Regions from separate parts of the Sus scrofa genome. Here region 1 is linked to region 2. Evidence: chromatin contacts called from public HiChIP or PLAC-seq data. All regions are on one chromosome and are shown on one strand. The core of a region is the stretch at or near the end of the contact, and the rest is flanking DNA. Distances in the headings are between cores, read along the strand shown.

The links. HiChIP or PLAC-seq counts read pairs in DNA pulled down with a chosen protein or histone mark.
Region 1: an H3K27ac HiChIP or PLAC-seq map of skeletal muscle shows a contact between it and region 2. The contact joins two enhancer-like sites. A contact is called at or near these places in 2 of 2 datasets of contacts at active chromatin or transcription factors (alveolar macrophages and skeletal muscle).

The regions. Positions count from the first base shown.
Region 1 is chr2:47,324,291-47,328,573 of Sscrofa11.1, reverse strand. The region is part of intron 2 of LOC102160616 (a long non-coding RNA gene); the gene reads right to left. Among named protein-coding and RNA genes, the nearest start is that of MICAL2, 24 kb to the right of the region's middle. Within about 2 kb of position 2,178, at least 37 of the 83 cell types and tissues checked have an H3K27ac peak or open chromatin away from gene starts, as enhancers often do. A contact at or near this core is called in skeletal muscle, where this site is marked.
Region 2 is chr2:47,178,560-47,182,709 of Sscrofa11.1, reverse strand. It overlaps MICAL2 (F-actin-methionine sulfoxide oxidase MICAL2), which reads left to right. Exons shown (of 38, transcript XM_021083313.1): 9 at 180-280. Among named protein-coding and RNA genes, the nearest start is that of MICAL2, 120 kb to the left of the region's middle. Within about 2 kb of position 1,534, at least 18 of the 83 cell types and tissues checked have an H3K27ac peak or open chromatin away from gene starts, as enhancers often do. A contact at or near this core is called in skeletal muscle, where this site is marked.

The DNA.
Region 1 (4,283 bases), core at 929-3,428, 150 kb before region 2:
TACAACCACTTGGAAAACCATTTGTTAGTATCTAGTAAAGGTGAAGACATGCATATTCTTTGACTCATATAAACCCTGGAGAAATACATGCACGTGGCACAAATGTATGCCTATCAAAAATGCCTGCCGCAGCATTGTCATAATAGTCAATACCTGAAAACGACTCAAATGTTCACCCACACTAGTATGGTTATATAAATATGACATACCCATGTGGTGGAATACTATGCAGCCACGAAAATGAAGGCACTACTGCTGCACACACAGTAGGTGACTCTCATAAACACAACTGAGCAAAGGAAACCCAGCACAACCCCCCAATGTGATTCTATGCATATAAAGTTAAAAAGAGACAAAATGAAACTGTTTTCCTTAGGCATGCAAACTTAAGCAGTAAAACTACAAGAAAAGGAAGTAAATGCCACCAGAGCCTAGGGAAGATGGAGAGTGTGATCAGAGAGGGATACGCAAAGGATGTAAGAATGACGGCAATGTTTCATTTCGAGTGGTGAGTACATGGACATTTGCTTCATGGTTAGAATATCTAAGGTTCTATGCACTTTTCTGCAATGTACTTTAATTTTCATAATTAAAAAAATGAAAGAGGGAGAGGGCCTTGTTTTAAGAGGAGCTTAGATAAGGATCTCGCCCTTGGAAGCTCTCTGCTTTGAAAGTGGTCCTCAAGGAGAGCCATCTCTGCTTGGTCCTTACATCCCTGCCCTGCTCCTGGGCATCAGTCCCAAGGCCACCGGCACTGGCAGGAGGAGTCTCATCCTTGACTAAGCCTGACTCAGCCGTCCCTGATTGGGTCTTCTGGGCCCTTGCATCCCAAGGATGTAATTGAGTGTGCTCTGTGGGAGAGAGTCTGTAATGAATTTCCTAGGATGGAAACCAACCGGAAATCAAAATCGTTGTGCCAGATTGCCGACATAGCTGAGGAATAGCTCTGATATGCCTGGCTCAGGCTGGCGCCTGGTATGCACAGCTCATGTCTGATTTCCTCCTTCTCCTCCTCCACTTCCTCTGCTCAGGTGACTGGTGTGCATACCAGCTCTGTGAGTGAGACAGGAGGGTCTTGTCTGGCTTATATACCTTCTCATCAAGATCCTTTCTGAGCATTTGGAATGTTTATCTCCATAGCATTCAGCATAAATAAAGCCAATAACATGATGACAATAACCATAATAACCGTAAAATCAGCCTGGCATAAATAAAGCAGGTGCTCATTGATAGGGTCCATTGCTCCCGGAGATGGGCAATGCTGAAGCTGGGACTGAGCAGGCCTCTGCCCCTGAGGAGAGCCTAGAGTGAGTCACTGGTGAAACCTGGCAGCTTTGGTCGAGGCACATAGGGCCCCCTCGTTTGGCACCTGGGGAGTGGTGAGGCTCCAGTTGGAAAGACCCCAGTCTCTGGGATGCTGGTCATCTGATGACTTGCTATGCAAATGGAAGCGCCTCCTTTTCTTCCTTTGTCCCCAGCAAGGCAGAGTCAGAAATGCTGTACTCAGCTCCTTCACTAGGGATTTACAGAGGCTGATCTTGGTTGCTATCCCTTTTGCCCACTCTCTTGCCTGAAGTCCCCTCTTCCTCCCCTTGGCCTCAGAGGTCACTGTTCCTTAGCCTGTGGATACAAAAGCTCAGCTCAGATCAGGGGCCTTCCCTACAGAGGCAGCTGCTAAGTTCCTGGGACCAAACACTTGCTGAGACCAGAGCTTGGAGGAAGCTCAGAGCAGCCTAAGAAGCCTACAGTTTTAGAAAAAAAAAAAAAAAAAAAAAAAAAAGGGAGATAGGAACAGGCACGAGGAAGTCAGGAAGGAGCCTCTATTACTGACTGCAAATAGAAGCTTCAGTTTGTGGTGCAATGAAATCACCGTATATGGCTTGGGAGGAAATTCTCTGCAAGGAGCTGCATGCAAATAGGTCATCAAGTAATGGCAAAAATATGTAGCCAAATGGAGGTGCCTCTGCAGGGTTTCTGCGTCTTTAGGGCTAAGTAAACTCCAGGAAGCCATAGGGATGCAGAGCTTCATGCCACAGAGAATGAGGGACAAGAGATGTTCCCTCAGCTTCCTTGCCCAGGGTCCTGCCTGCCCCCTCCCCATGGGGACCACCCTGAGTCTGACCAGCATCCCTGTTCCCTGTTGCTGACATCAGGCGGGGACTCGGAGATTGCCTGAGACACTGTCTGTGACTAATGCAGTACTTGAACAGGAAACAGACTGGAAAGGGCTTAGGAGGAGCTATAAATAGCCCGTGTCCTAAAAAATCTAACTTAAGAAGAAATGGAATTAACACACTGGGAGGAGAACAAGGAGATCGCAGGCTCCAAGCAAGGCCAAGACTTCTCCTGGGAAATGAGCTTTTCTCCCAGATGGAGCTCTGTCTGCCCTCATAGGAGTCACTCTACCAAGTGTGCCCTGCTCAGCCCTGGGGCTGACAAGCCAGCCCTCCCTGCCCACCAGTATGATACCCTGAGTGGTCTGTGGTTCTGGGGATCAAGCTTTGTAGGGATCACGTAATGGCATGTGTGTGTAATGAGGGTCACTGAGACTCAGAGCTCAAGGACAATGAATGGTCTCTCTTGTTGGGGAAGCTGAGAATTGAAAAACTGTCAGGAGTATTCCTTCTGTTTGCCTCAGTTTCTCCTCTATCTGTTAGGCCACAGCAATCCCTTTCCATCTTGAGCCCAGTGAGGCGAGGGGAGAAAAACGTAGGCCATCTAGCTTTGGAGTGAATGATGGGTCAGCAGACTGGGGTTCTATTACCAACCAAGACACTCATTTGCTAGGTTACTTGGCCTAGACATTCAATGTCATTAAGACCCTTTGCTTTTCTGTAAGATGGAGAGGTTGGTCATTCAGTGAACCTCAAATATTTTTTCTATTCCTTCTTTCAAAGCTGCATAACATTTCTCCAAAGAAATGTCATAAGCTGGAGCAGAGCTGCCCTGGTTGAGGTGGGGACCTCACACTTACACACATTTACTCCTTTCGTAGCTGCTGAGAGGCCACCACAGAAGCCTCGGGCTTCACAAAGCACAGTTGAAAACCACAAGACTAGAGCCCTTGACAAGGGGTAGGAGGCTGGCTACCCTGAAGCTACTCCTTGTGTCCCTTTTCTCCTTACCTCCGTGTAGAGGCTAGTAAGTTAAAAGAATGAAAAGTAATATTGAGTGATGGAGAGTTAACTAACAAAGGAGGAATGTATATTTTACAACCCCCAGCAAACTTTTTTTTTTTTTTTTTTTTTGCTTTTTATGGCTGCACTCATGGCATATGGAGATTCCCAGGCTAGGGGTCTTGGAGCTGTAGCTGCTGGCGTACACCACAGCCACAGCAATGCCAGATCTGTGCTGTGTCTGTGACCTGCATCACACCTCACGGCAATGCTGGATCCTTAACCCACTGAGCAGGGCCAGGGATCAAACCTGCGTCCTCATGAATGCTAGTCAGATTTGTTAACTACTGAGCCACGATGGGAACTCCCCAGCAAACTTCTTAATATCCTCACTGAATATGGGGATGTGCTGACAGCAAAACAGCCATAATCACCATCCACCCAGGAGCTACACCCTCTGCAATGTGACTTTGTGGCTCCTCCCATCAAGAGGTGGAATGGATTTCCCCATTCTTTGAACAAGCACTAGCTTTGAAATTTGCTTTGAACAATGTTTAGCGGAAGTGATAGCATGTCAGCTTCAAGCTTAGGTCTTTTTTTTTTTTTTTTTTTTAATCTTATGGCCACACCCACAGCATGTGGAAGTTCCTGGGCCAGGGATTGCATCCAAGCCTTAACTGCAAGCTATGCTGCAGTAGTGTCAATAAGCTTAGGTCTTAAGAAGGCTTGTATCGTCTACTTAACCCCTGCTACAGGCCCAAGACCAGAATGAGCCTCTGACACGTCACATAGTACAGAACTGACGTGTCTCAGCTGAGGCTGCAACAGAGCAGCCAGCCCCCAGCCAACTGCCTGAAGACACATGAGCCCCTAGACTTATGAGAAATAATAAACGGTGGTTGCTTTAAGGCACACATTTTTGGGTGGTCTATTTCTGTTCCAGCAATCTATTACTAAGGAGCAAAGCACCCCAAAACTTAGCAGCTGAAAACAATTTATTATATGCCAATAATGAGTTCCATGGGTCTATGCCTTAACTAGTCTCAGCAGATGATTCCCACTTGGGGGGGTCTTTCATATGGTTACAGTCAGAGGTCAGCTGGGGCTGCAGTCATCTAAAGGTTTGACTAGACTGGGTGTCTGATGGCTCACGTGGATGGCTGGCAC
Region 2 (4,150 bases), core at 285-2,784:
ACTGTGAAAGCTAGCTATGTTGACTTGGGTGAGGTTTTATCTTTGCCCCACCAGTATGTCTGATAAACATGAATATGCTGCAGGTAAGTAATGAGACTTTTATCGAGGCAAAGCAGAGCTCTTGACACACAGAAGGCACCGAAGAAGTAATACTGAGCCCATCCACCTTCTCTTTTCAGGAATTGATCTTGAGAACATTGTTTACTACAAGGACTGCACCCACTATTTTGTCATGACCGCCAAGAAGCAGAGCTTGCTTGACAAAGGTGTCATCATTAATGTATGTATCTCCTGGCTGTGAGGTCCTGTCTTTCCCTTTGTGACCTGGGCTGGCAGCATCAGGGGGAACAGATGTCATCCTGCCAGAGACTGAGCAAGGACCAACCACCCCCCACCCCCCCACTTCCTTCTCCTTGGTGGTGCGTGTGTGTTGGGTGTGGGAGCCCACACGGACAAATTCAGGCAGAAGTGATTCTGCAGAGCTGGGCTGGGGGCAATGCTTAGAGCCTCAGCCAGGTGTTAGGGTGGGCTTTTTCCACTAAGAGACAAGCTGAGTCTTTACCTTCCACATCTCTCATTTATCCCTGCCGCCTTTGCTGCGGGTCACACATCACTCGGAGGCAAGATGGGGGCTTCTTGTCCTAGTGGGACACAGGCACTTTCCCTTGTGAACGTCACACTGCCACCCCGTTGTCACGGTGTGGGGGAAAGCTCTACTGCACTTCAGAAGACTCAAGTTCAATCTCGGCTTGGGCCCGTCTCTAACTCAAGACTGTGACTAAACTGCTTGCCTTCTCTGTACCTCGGTCTTCTCATCTGGAGAATGGGAATAAGAATTTCTGTCTACAAGGGCTGTTCAGGAGTTCCTGTCGTGGCTCAGTGGTTAACGAACCTAACTAGTATCCATGAGGACATGGGTTTGATCCCTGGCCTCGCTCAGTGGATTAAGGACCCAGGGTGGCCATGAGCTGCAGTGTAGGTCATAGACTCAGCTTGGATCTGGTGTTGCTGTGTCTGTGACATCTGCTGGCAGCTATAGCTCCCATTCGACCCCTAGCCTGGGAACCTCCATATGCCACGAGTGAGGCCCTAAAAAGATGAAACACAAATAAATAAATAATAAAAGGGCTGTTCAGAGGAATAAGTTTTTAAATGTGTAAAGAGCACTTGGCCTGAAGTCGGTTTGGCAATTCCCTCCATTACTTCTCTGCCTGGTTTGGACACCTGCTTTTTTGTCCTGCTGGCTCCCTGGCCCCTGCTTCCTGTCTGTGCACTTTTCATGCTCAAACAAGAGAGCAGGGCTGCAACAAAGGAGCACATGGAGTGGCCGGCCCTGGGACGGCAGCTTCTTTGATTGGGCTTCAACCCTCCCTGAGCCCCTATTCCTGTTGCTGCTGCTATAGCCTCAAGATAAGGATCGTGCAGTCCAAGGTCAACCGGCTCTCCGGTGTCGGCCTGCAGCCCAGGCAGCACGGTGACCATTCATTGCTGCTTGTCAGAGAAGAATGTGCCTGTCCTCACGCCAGCTTGTGCTGGCAGCCGGCTGGGCGGCATTAGTAACCCAGCCCTCCCCTGGGCCTCCTCCACATCAGCTCAGGCCTTTGCTGAGAGCCTGAGTCGCTGGACCGGAGGTTAGGAATGGGGTGGGATTGGGAGGAGTGGGGGTTTCATGACACTGACGTAGCACAATCAGCAGATGTGTGAGCAGTGGGTTTCAACATCTGGTGCCCCCCTGCTGACCCGGTCTGTGGGAGGCGAGGCCATGTTCCCCTTTTTCCCTCTGCTCCACAGGTGTCCCTCCCAAAGTTACCTCCCCTGTTGGTTGGGATGCCTGTGTCAGATAGTGAAGAACTAATTGGGGTCTAGGGTGCAGGCACAGAGGAGGGGATTGGGAGGCTCTTGCAGGCCCACCCCTGGGGAGTCAGGCCAAGTTTGACTTGGGGTTCCTATTTCACTAGCCAAGGACTCTGGCCTCTTGGGATGCTGAGGTTCCTCCAGGTCATCTCAGGGTCTTTGTCCTGGCCACAACATGTTGCCATGGTAACTTGATTCCTTGGCTTTCATCAGAGCCCCTCTATGCTCCTGTCCCAGGTTCTGTGTCATGGCACAGGTAGGTGGGAATGCCTCGCTCTGGTCCTGCCATGGCTACAGGAGCTGGGAACAGATCCCAGGCCTGTGGTTGTTCTCACCAAGGCCTGTCTTCTCCCTCAGAGCATCTCTGAGCATCTTCTGAGCTGGTGCAGAAGGGTCTCTGGGTATAGTATATAAACTCTAGAAATTGGAGGCCATGGATGGACGTGGGAGAACTGGACACCATTTGGTTCAGGAGCCCTGACTTTACTCTCCAGGTGTCTAGCCAAGTTCTATAGCATTTGCCTAAGCTGGAAGTTGATCTGTCTACACTGAACTACTTAAATTAACATTCTTCTCTTGCTCCCAGAGGAATGGCAAGTCCTCTGTTTTCTTGTCCCTGTATAAGTCTGCATCTTTCTTAAGACACACAAGGTGCTGAGGGAATGTTTGTTGAATGACTGACTGACCTTCTTCCTCAGGGATTCCTGCTGATCTCCAGACTTCTTTCTGTGACTACTGCCGGGAGAGTAAAGTTTCTCCTCAGGAAACCCTGCCTCTGGGCTCCCAACTGTGGCCATCTTGCTCCCCCCAGGAGAGCATCCCTCCTGGACCCTACCTCTACTGGCCCATGCACATGCAGGCTTGGTCTGACCTCAGTAGGAGGGAGCTTGTTTGCCAGGTGGTTGAAGTGGACAGATACACATCACACTGGTCTTTGATGCGAAGTTGACCCTCTTTAGAAGCAGTGAACAAGCATCGCCTGACCTTTTCTTCTGGTCCACAGCCTTTCCCACCTCCACGCTTGGAAAGATTCCTATAGGATTCCCCAGCCTTCTCTCATGTTGCTGCTTCCCTTTTTACTGTCCCACCTCCATCTAGGATCCAGCCTCTCTTCAGTTCCCCAGGCCTGAAGATGGGGCCCCAATTCACCACTGGCTTTATCTTCATTTAGTGCTCCTTTTCAGCTCTGCCTACTTTATTATAGTCCTGACCCCATTTTTCTCTCTCATCTTCATTCTCACCAGCTCCCTACAAATCTGCCTCTGCCATCCACTCACTCACCGGGGACCTCCTACCCTGCAAGGCCCCTCCCAGCAGCCCTGGGCCAGGTGGCTGTCATCCCGGGGGTGTCTGCCCCTTGGCCAGGTCCCCACACTCCTGCGTGTGGCATCCGCACCAAGGGCTGCCTTCGTAGTACAATATCCGCACTTGTCCATCACCTGGTCCTCGCAAGGGTGCTTGTGGCCTGTTTTGAAGAGGGGGTATTTCTGAAATCTCTCACTTCATTCATCCACACCTTCAGGGAGGGAGTGTACCTGTGATGTAAGAACAGGTCTGAGAAAGGAAAGAGAATAACAGGAGCCCCAGCCTGAAGGCCATGACCTGACAAAGGGGCCAGCGCTGGATTCGATTTAGGTGACATGGTTCAGATGTGGACATATTAGAATTTCTGGGAAATCATGGCTGTTAGGAAAATGGACACTAGGTCACTGTTTGTAGGTGAGGCTGTGCCTTCTAAGACCTTTATAAATGCTCCTGCTGATGTCCAAGATGCACTTTGCCATATGCTGTGGTTTGTACCATCCTGACTTAATTAGGGATAGGAATTCCCATTCACTGAGCACGTCCCGGTTCCCAGGCATCAGGCTGGGGAGTTCACATACACGGTCTCATTTGCTCTTCCCATGAGTCTGTGCAGGAGATTTTGATATTCTCATTTTACAAAGAAGACTACGGAAACTCTGAGACGTTCCATAACTTGCCCAAGTTGACATAATCAGTAAACAGCAGAGATGGAATATGACCTGTTGATCTCACTGACCCCAAGGCCCGAGTTGGTCTTACAGGCTGGTTCCCTGCCCCCACGCCCCAGCCCAAGGGATTTGCACTTTCAGTATCACCTTTTGGGAAAGATAGTCTTTTCGTCTTTGTAGCCACACAAGGAGCAGCTTTGTCTCTGGGTGACGTCCAAGAGTTCATGGCCAGGGTCCCTCTAGTCCTAGTCCTCCAAGCTCAGGGTTCTCCCCCACCCCACCCCACCCCCCGCCCCAGCAGGGAAGTGTAACAATTCACACTC